2 separate regions of the Columba livia genome follow, and region 2 is linked to region 1. A link is a contact called in public Hi-C data. All regions are on one chromosome and are shown on one strand. Each heading gives the region's core, a stretch centred on a gene start, on an enhancer-like site or on the middle of the called end of the contact. The rest is flanking DNA. Distances are from core to core; before and after follow the strand shown.

Region 1 (4,794 bases), core at 916-3,415:
TAACATTGTCTTGCTTTCAGAAAAAGCAGAATCTTATTTAATTACGTGTTGATCACTTTGTAGTGTTTGGCACTGTCTGTATACAGGTAGTGTCCAAGAACCACAGAAGGAGCAAGGGTTGCGAGTCTACCTATCAGGTACCCGGAGACCTGAGCTGAATGTCTGCATTCCAGACATAAAAGGAATTAAGCTGCAAAAGGCAGGATTTTCTCCACGCCAGCCCTGTCCCCACACTGAGTGAGAACTAGATAAGCTAGGTTAACAGGGAGAGGCAAGATGGAAGGGTGAAATTCAGGAATGGGCAGCAAAAGCTCCCATTGTGTGTATGACCATGAACCTTCACCCTTCTCATGAAATGGAGCTAGGAAAACAGCTTTTTTAGTACCTTGGTGATTAAACACCACACACTGAGTATGGGAGACTCAAATCTCCTCTCTGACTGGAGAAACTAACATTTACATCTCCCACAAGAACTCTCTAATGACTCAGCCATATGATATAATACCTCGGACTCTCACAACTTCTCCCTTTAAAGCTCTGCTGCTCTTCATGATGCACTTAAATATTCACTGCAGCAAAGCCCAAATCCAGTTTTCCCCCTCCTCGCCCTGCTGACTATCCTAATGACTGGGTTTTGTAGGCAGGTTACAGAATTAGACTGAGCCGGTCAAGTCATTTTATTCTTCCATGCAAAGTGGACTGATTTCAAAGCAGCGATCTCAGGCACCTCTACCAACACACAGGTGTTTGGAGACAAGGACATGCTGCTGGGAGGTGGGAATGTAAGCGGATCTCTGGGCACTGGTGCACACCCTTAAGAAACGGGGAAAAGGTACAAACCTGTCTCCCGCTCCACAGGAAATGAGGATGCCCCAATCTAATGCACTCTGAGAGCACTCCTGGACGGTCCTGCTAATAGAGCTGGAGTGATGCCCATGGCGTGAATCCATCAGGCTTGTGTGGCCAAGAGATACCTGCTGGGTACTCACAGCTGTATGCATGCTAACAGCTGCAAGGATGCAAAGGAAAAATCTCTTGGTGGACACCATGTATTCAAGAAGAGACTGGACAATGCCCTCGGACACATGGTGTGAACTCTGGGGTTGTCATATGCGTGGACAGGAGTTGGACTTGATGATCCTTGCGGGTCCCTTCCAACTCAGGACATTCTATATGCATCGAGCCTCTTCAGAGATCAGACTGTTGTTGCTCCACGATGAGGAGAAGCTCAGTTTGGGACAGGGGAGAGGTAGAGTACTGCTGCCACGGCAGACTCGTCGAGCTTTGCCAGCTGACTATGAGGAGGGCCACGAGGGTCTTTCTTGCCCGGCAGGATGCCGGTGATTTCACCTCAATTCCATCTGTTAACTTAAAAATACCTTTGAACAGCATCATTTTTGGAGCAGCGCTTCAGCGCGGCCGCCGTTCCCCCGCGGCACCGGTGCCAGTGCCGCTCCCGCCCCGCCACAGCCCCGCGTCCCCGGCACCGCCTCAGTGCGCGCCCCAGCACCGGCTTCGCCGCTCCCGCCCCGTCAGCGCCGCGGTGGCAGCGCCCGCAGCTTCCAGTCACCTCCCGGTGACACCGTCGTCCCGCCCCGGGGGCCTTTCCGCCCGGCTGAACGCCTGGAAGGGGGGGAGAAAGAAGGCGGCCATTTCGGGGCGAGGGGAGTCAAACGCGGCGACCCCTGCCCGGGGCACTAAAAGGGAAGCCAGCCCCCGAGCGCGGCGCCTCCGTGTGTGGGGAAAAGAGAACGGGCAGGAATATTCTGGAGGGAGGGAGGGGAAGAACGAGAAGGTGATGAATAACTTGAATAAATCTGCAGCGGAGCTGAGGGGATGGGGAGGGAGGCGGCGGGTCATGTGAGGCACAGTCATGCTGCGGGCCCGGCAAAGAGGGGCACCTGGGGGAAGCAATGCGACCGGAGAGCAGGGAGCGAGATGTCTGTCTGTCTGTCTGTCTGTCTGTCTGTCCACCACGGCCACCGCTGTGCCCCCACCCGGCGCCCCCTCCCCAGCCAGGAGCGCCGCCACGCGGGGACACCCCCGCCCATCCCCCTCCCCAGGCTCGGCAGCGCTCGGCAATTTCCGCCACTCGAGCCGAGTCTATTTCCGTCAGCCTCGGCCAGACGGGCTTTATGTCTGCCAGCGGGGCGCGCATGCGCCGCGGCCGCCATCTTACGTTGTCTCTCGCCTGCCCTCCCCTTTGGCGAGCTTTCCCCTCCCCCCTGCAGCTCGGCGCAGCGCCCTCCTACAGCGCTCCGTGAGGAGACGGGGCCGGGAGGGGGAGAGACCCGCGGCGGCGGCGGGGAAGCCGGGAGAGACCCGGAGGGAAGAAAGGACGGGGCAGACGCGCAGGCGGGAGGAGGACTGATCTCAGGCGCGGTTCTGCGGAGGAAGAGCGGGAGCCGCCTGTTATAAAGGGGGAGGAGGCGGAGGGGGAAGGAAGAGCGTGCGGAGCGGAGCCTTCTCCAGAGACAGCCAGACACAGAGGGAGGAGAGAGAGGCTGCCTGGCTGGCTCCCCCTCTCTTCCTCCTTTCATGGACTCTCTCGTTGGGCTGCTGCTGCTTTTCTTTGCTCTTTATTCCGTCTGTTTAATACCCAAAATGATTCAGCTCCATGGCTGCCACTGACGGGGATGTCCCTGCCCGGCTCAGCCTGCCGCTGCCGCCCTGCTGTGCGCCAGTCCTGTACGTATCTGCGCTCTCCTCCTCCTACTACTCCAGCGGTGATGGCGAGGGGCGCCGGCCGCCTCGCCGGGCTGCCCTGAGGGCCCGCCGGCTGCCCTCGCCCCGCCGAGGAGGCGGCGGCCGCCGTGGGGAGGGCGTTTCTGCCGGCGAGCCGCGGCGCCCGGCTCAGCCGCGGGGAGGACGGGGCTCGCCCCCCGGGGCCGGCCGGCTACCGCGGGGCATTTCCTCCGGGAGAGGCGCAGTCGGGGGGCGGCTGAGGAGGGGGGTGGAGGTGGAATGAAAAGGGTGGGGAGGGGGGGAAGAGGGAGAAAGAAAGTGAATGGCGGAGGATTGGAAGTGTCACATTCAGAGGCGCTAATCTAGAGGCGGCGGAGGACCGGCCCTCGCCCCCTCCCTGTCTCGGAGGGGCGGAGGAGGAGGGGAGGGGCGGGGGGTGGTTAGCGGCGGTGTCGAGGCGGTTCAGCCCGTGCTCTGCGGGAGCCGGGGGGGTTGTGCGTGGTGTCTCTGCCCGCCGCGGGCGCTAAGCTAACTGTGTGTGTATGTGTGTGTGTGTCTGTCTTTCTCCATACCGGGGGAATGCACCCTTAAAATACACCCGATACAATGCACCAGCCTGACTCAGCCGCAGACATTAGTGCTAGGAAGATGGCGCACCCGGCAATGTTTCCTAGAAGGGGCAGCAGCAGTAGCAGCAGCTGCGTTACTGCTCCCACTGCACCAGGTACCGGCGTTGGGAGCGCTGCCCTCTCTGCTGAGGATTATCAGCCGCCTTTGCTGGTCCAGCCGCCGCCTCCGTCTCCTGCAGCATCTTCATCAGCGGGTCCACAGCCGACACCCCCTCCTCCACAAAGCCTGAACCTCCTCTCGCAGTCTCAGCTCCAGCCACAGCCTCTTGCACAGACTGGAGCTCAAATGAAAAAGAAAAGTGGCTTCCAAATTACCAGCGTGACCCCTGCTCAAATATCAGCCAGTATGAGCTCCAATAACAGCATAGCTGAGGATACGGAAAGCTACGATGACCTGGATGAGTCCCACACTGAAGACCTGTCATCTTCAGAAATCTTGGATGTTTCTTTATCCAGGGCTACTGACTTGGGAGAACCTGAGAGGAGCTCCTCTGAAGAGACTTTAAATAACTTCCAAGAGGCAGAAACTCCTGGGGCTGTTTCTCCAAACCAGCCTCATCTTCCTCAGCAGCATGTTCCTCTGCCTCATCACCCTCAGCAGAGTGTTGTGATCAATGGAAGTGTTCACCCTCATCATGTTCATCACCACCACCATCTTCACCACCACCATCATGGACACCATCATCCATCGCATCCTGGGGTGGGCAGTGCCCCGGTTTCTGGAGGACCGCCGCCCAGTCCATCATTTAGAAAACTATCAACAACTGGAAGCTCTGACAATGTTATATCAACTGCACCAGTTTCTGCTGCATCATCCACTGGTTCCCCGGCATCTGTCGTGTCTAATATCCGCACTACAAGTACTCCTGGCAATTTAGGTGTAAGTCCTGCTACTGGAACTAGTACCTTAAATAATATGGGTGGTGGTAGTTCTAGCGTGGCAAGCAGCATGCTTGGTACTATAAATTTAAGCAACATCACGAGTACTGGTAATGTGAATGCTTTGTCTGGAACTAGCAGCAATGTTAATGTGAATATCTTGAGTGGTGTTGGCAATGGTACGAGTGCTTCCTCTAGTGTCATTAACAACGTTACTAATCCAACTGCAGGAATGGCAGCAGGATCAAGCCAGCAGCAGCCTGCATCTGGCACCTCAAGGTTTAGGGTTGTAAAATTAGATTCTAGTTCTGAACCTTTCAAAAAAGGTAGATGGACATGCACTGAATTCTATGATAAGGAAAACACTGTTGCGGTTTCAGAAGGAGTAGCAGTAAACAAAGCAGTAGAGACGATAAAACAAAACCCGCTTGAAGCGACTTCTGAAAGGGAGAGCACCAGTGGGAGTTCTGTTAGCAGCAATGTAAGCACACTGAGTCACTATACAGAAAGTGTGGGAAGCGGAGAAATGGGAGCACCTACTGTGGTACAGCAGCAAGCGTTTCAAGGTGTGGGTCCGCAGCAGATGGATTTTAGCAGTGCT
Region 2 (4,794 bases), core at 1,105-3,604, 64 kb after region 1:
CACCTTTATACTAGTGATGCTTTTGGCAGTTGAGGAACAAGTCTTTGCCATGTTGGCTGGTGCTCTGTTAAAACAAACAAACAGGAAAAAAAAAAGGGGGAGAAGAAAAATAAAAAGACAAAAACAATACCCTCAAGTGTTTGGTTGTTCATAAAGAGGAAAAACACTGAATTACATATTCATCAGCACAGAGAAAATGGTTGCACAGTGGACCACTCTCTCTTTTTTTAAGCTTTTCATTTTTCCTAATGAAATATGTTGAAAAGAAGTCTCATTTTTAGAAATACATTCTAGCAGTATAAAGTCTTGGAAATTAAGACTGCCTAAAATCTGTGTTAGGACATGCCAACCTCACTTGTGTGCCTGTGTGCACACATATGCATTTGTGTGTACTTTCTTAAGCCAGGTTCAGCAAGGACTTGTTTGTTTTGTTTTTTCTTGTAGTATCCCTGGAAATAGGGCAGGATTTGAGTGCACAGTATCTTGCTGCTTTATTATTTGCGCAAAGGTAACTGCTAAAAAGCAAAGTCGGATTAGGTTGGGAGGCAGAGTGCAATGACCCTTTGGCATCTTCAGCTAAAACAACTTTTTTCTTTTTTTCCTGTCATATGCTGCATGGCTGGCACAATGAATAAGGGTCATTTCTCAATAAAGGTGCAATGCCATGGACATGTGTTTGTTGTGGGTAAGCAGGTGACCTCTTAGTAATGGAAAGTAGTAAATTTAGGGGAGTTTTCAGAAAGACACCAGAGGGACTCTGGTGATCCAATTAATATAAGAATTACTTTAATCTGAGATGTGACATTGGCTTTACAGTTGGGAAGGGAGAAGGGTTTTTAAATATATTGTCACTTCAGTGTTTTGAAGGAAAAAAATAATAGATGTCCTATTATTTATGTGAAATACCTTGTTTTCCTTTCTCATCAAGCGTGGATGTTCTGATGTGGCATCAGTAACTTGCTGCCCTTGCCAGTGGCTTTGTCGCTGATTGGAGGACTGTCGGAAGGAAGGGTGTTGTTATAGCTTGAGTTGGTGAGTGTGGTGTACTACAGCCTATCTGCTGCAGTTTTAGAGGTGAACTCTCCCAAGAAAAACATGGTGTGTTCTGAGTCTGGTTCAGATCACTGTCTGTTTCTGGACCCATTCACAAGCAGGCTTCAGCAGTCAAAGCTGTGATGGCTTCCTGTACTTGGAGCCCAGGGGAGATTTATCTGGGCTTCTTCTGCCTGCACAAAGCCTTAAATATTTACTGGGAGAGAAAATCAGCACAGGTTGGCCCTGAGCTCTCTTTAGACCTGAAAGTTTAGGGAGTGACTCTGGGTGGCCTGGGAAAGGGTCTGGCTGTTGGGGCTGGTACTGTGTCCTGGAGGCACCCCCTTTCTCAGGGCAGTCTGTGAGAGGAGATGCTCATGGCAAATGGGCTCAGGGCAAAGATTTACCATCTTGGATTTTCTCTAGGACTGTGTCTCTGCAAGCTTCCCTTTGACATGTTATCTGTAGTAGGGGAGAGTATAAAAACAGGTAGGAAATGCATGGTACAGGCCTGGGGGATGCACAGCAGTTGGGGACAGATGTGGCCTGCAGGTCCCAGTTTCGCATCCTGGGGTTGCGCTCCACCATCATCCAAGAACCTGCTTTTTTTCTGTAAGTTGAGTTTTGTCTGCAGTACCTCTGAGTGCTGTCACTGCGCTTGGATACTGTTATATGCTGTTATAATGTTATATTTCTGTGATAGTATAAATCCTGCCTAAGAGGGTCTTACGCATGACTGTCCTGACACAGCTCCCAAACAGCAATCCAGTCTGAGTTAGAGCTGGAGTTAGGTTGTGGTTGGACTCGATGATTCTGATGGTCTGTTCCAGCTGAAATGATTCAATGCCCGGCCTCTGTGCAAAAAGGAAATACTTCTGTCCCCTTTTAGCTGTTATCTGTGTAAATGCAGGCAAAATCGGCCTGTTGTGTCTTCTTTTTTAGACTGTTTTCAGGAAGATACAAGTTTTCAGGAGAAACAGAGGAGAGCTTGAACCACTGGCAGCATCTCATTTTTAGGGAGTTATCTCTTGATTTTTATTTTTTTTTTTTTGTTTTTATGGCAAGCTTTCGGTGTCTGTGAGAGCAGTTCCGAGCCCGGAGGTCCGCTCCGGGGGACTCTCCGGAGCGGGGCGGGCCGTGGGGGCCCCGGGGTGGTGGCGGGAGGAGCGGCCTGCGGGGCCCTCCGCGGCGGCCGCGACCACAGCGCTCCCTGGCGGCCGCGGCGGCGCCCCGGGCGGGCTCCACCGGCAGATCCGCGCCTGCGGGAGGGTTATATCCCCCCCCAAATCCGTAGCAGTGGGGTGTGGGGTGAGTACCCCCGCAGGGTACGGGGGTGAGGAGGCGCGGGTGGCGATGCCCTCCCGCTGCGGAGGGCCCGGCCGGCGGCGCGGAGCGCAGTGTCCCTCTGGCGGCGGCCACCAGGTGGCGGCGTTGAGTCGCTGCTGGCTCCTCCGCCCTTCAGGAGACTGGGATGCTGAAATACACGGGTTTGGCCTTCTTTGAATTTTGTCGAATGAACGTGAACAGGGTAGGTAACCGTGTTTAAACGAGAGCGGTGCGCCTGTGGAAGTGTCATCCTCGGGAATCGTCAGAAACTGTCTGTAACTTCAAGTTGTTCTCAGCAGAAGCTTGATCTCGGGTGTGCAGCTGCACTGAATGCAGTATCGGAGGAACAACTTCACAAAGGGGAAGAAGGTCAAGTCCTTGCTTGCTTGAAAAAAGGTGATGGAGTTCAGTGTTGGCTCTGCATGGCAAAGGAAATAGGCAGAACATAAGAAATTTGCACAGTTTGGGGGGGTCTTAATTTTCCCACAAGTTATTAACGTCCTGAACTACTGATTTGGATTTTACTCTTAAGCAGCTTGTATCACTAGAAGCAGGATTCACTCTGAGCATCATCTGATAGCCAGTAAAAACCAGAACAGCTTTAGTAAAAAGTAACTGGTGTCTGCATGTGCTGGTAATTGGAAACGCAGCTGTATCTGCATCTGACCAAACTAGCAGCAGTGGGAGTTAGTTGGTTGAGGGGAGGACCAGGGATGCAGACTCTGCTGGCATATGGCATTTGTGAAATGGTACTCAGTAAGTCAGGCAGAGCTTTCCACTCACCTTATAGATGGGCTGCTGGGCGTGGGTTGGTGGAAGTAGCTAATAGCATTACGGTTGCTTTTTTTGACACCACATCTGGCTATTTTGCATTTATGTATGATGGTGATTGTTTCACCTTTTTATAGACTGATTCTGCAGAGTGCCAATTTGGGGCTGCATATGTAGATTTCATTTATATTCAGCTTTTAACTCAAAATATGTATAGCGCTATAGTTCTGGGGTTGTTAGTGGCTTGCCTGACCTCTGCGAGCCAGCTGTATCAGGCTGGGGGGTGGCTGCCTCTCCAAGCCCACAGACCCCCATCGAAGGAGGGAAAGGCAGAAAAAGCTTCAAAACTGCCAGGGCTAGGTTATGTATTGCATTGGAACAGAGTTCGCTCATGTACGGTACTCCTTTAATTATTATTGTGGTTGAACAACTCCCAAATTGTATGGAGAAAAATAGTGAGTGGCCTGTACCTGTACTTACACTTTTAATCTTTCTTGTTCAAGTTCCTGGTTGTAAACAGAGAGGCTTTTCTGCCTTAGTGTGACTGTAAAAGTTAATTCCATACATAAGGAGCCCTCCAGGGGCAGCTTGGTGTGGATAATGTTGAGCCTTCCTGCAGTGACACTGGGAACTTTCTGGTTACACAAGCGTCGGGCACTTCCGATTCCTATTTTTGTGTAGACTGTGCTGGATGGGAAGTTTAAAAATACGCGTGACCTCTTTGGTTTTCCTCAAACATTATGTACACGGTCAAAGGATAAGTGTTTCTTTTTTTAAAAAAAAACAAACAAACCTGCATCGCTATTTTAGGTGCCGATTTCCAGTGCTGATATCAGTGGCAGTTTCATCTTGATATAAAATTAAATTGCTACAGAAGTAAAGAATAAGAACCTGAAAAAGTTGTGTTTGTGCCTTTAGAGGAGTGTTTGTAGCAAAAATGGATAATTTGTCTTTCACGTGTGTTGTATGGAGATGTGAGTGTTTTATAGGCAGCTGAGCTATAATTGAGTAGGGGCCTTAAAGAAATAAAAACCAGCCATCTAAATGGTGAATGAAGGGAGGTCTCAAGGCAGCATGAGTAACCATTTCCTTTAAAAACAAAGATGTGCTATGTGGACTACCTTTTAATTCTAGTAAAAACTTCCGTTTATGCACGAACAGCAGTTTGAGACTGAAAACTATCTATTTTGTCTTGAAAATGGCAAGAAAATAATGGAAATAAATAATAAAACAGAATTAAGAGAATGTTGCAGTTTCTTTTGTTCAGTTGCAGAGCAAAAGGTATCCAAGGTTCAGGTCTTTAAAAATCATAATCCAGTTATTCTTCTTGCAAGCAATGGTTATTGCTAGGTTTTCAGCACTTTTTTTTGAGGCGTTGAACTAAATGTAAAAATATCTGATCATATGGTGGTTTTAGGGTTAGTCTATGCAGTTTAGGATGATATATAGTGATATTTTTTTTTCCTTCTTTTAAAAATTACGATTATTTTTCTGTTGTCTTTGGCTTTGTTAAAGGTGCCAGACTGATCATCTTCTGTGCTGTGGATCTCAGCTTTCCTTACAGTGTGGTGTGATAGAATAAACAGGGTTTTTTTGTTTGTGTGGTTTTTTTGTTGTTGTTTTTTTGTTTTTTTGGGTTTTTTTTACATTTTCTACAGAGACAGC

The links. Hi-C and Micro-C count contacts between places; a contact is called where the count stands out from the background.
Region 2: a Hi-C map of liver shows a contact between it and region 1, with 1.8 times the contacts expected there. The contact joins the enhancer-like site here to the promoter of TSC22D1 in region 1. A contact is called at or near these places in 2 of 2 Hi-C or Micro-C datasets (crop and liver).

What each region holds. Positions count from the first base shown.
Region 1 is chr1:32,796,226-32,801,019 of bColLiv1.pat.W.v2, forward strand. It overlaps TSC22D1 (TSC22 domain family member 1), which reads left to right and starts at 2,166. Exons shown (of 4, transcript XM_065054314.1): 1 at 2,166-2,688; 2 at 3,301-4,794. The coding sequence starts at 3,334.
Region 2 is chr1:32,860,082-32,864,875 of bColLiv1.pat.W.v2, forward strand. The region is part of intron 2 of TSC22D1 (TSC22 domain family member 1); the gene reads left to right. Among named protein-coding and RNA genes, the nearest start is that of TSC22D1, 64 kb to the left of the region's middle. Within about 2 kb of position 2,355, at least 3 of the 3 cell types and tissues checked have an H3K27ac peak away from gene starts, as active enhancers do.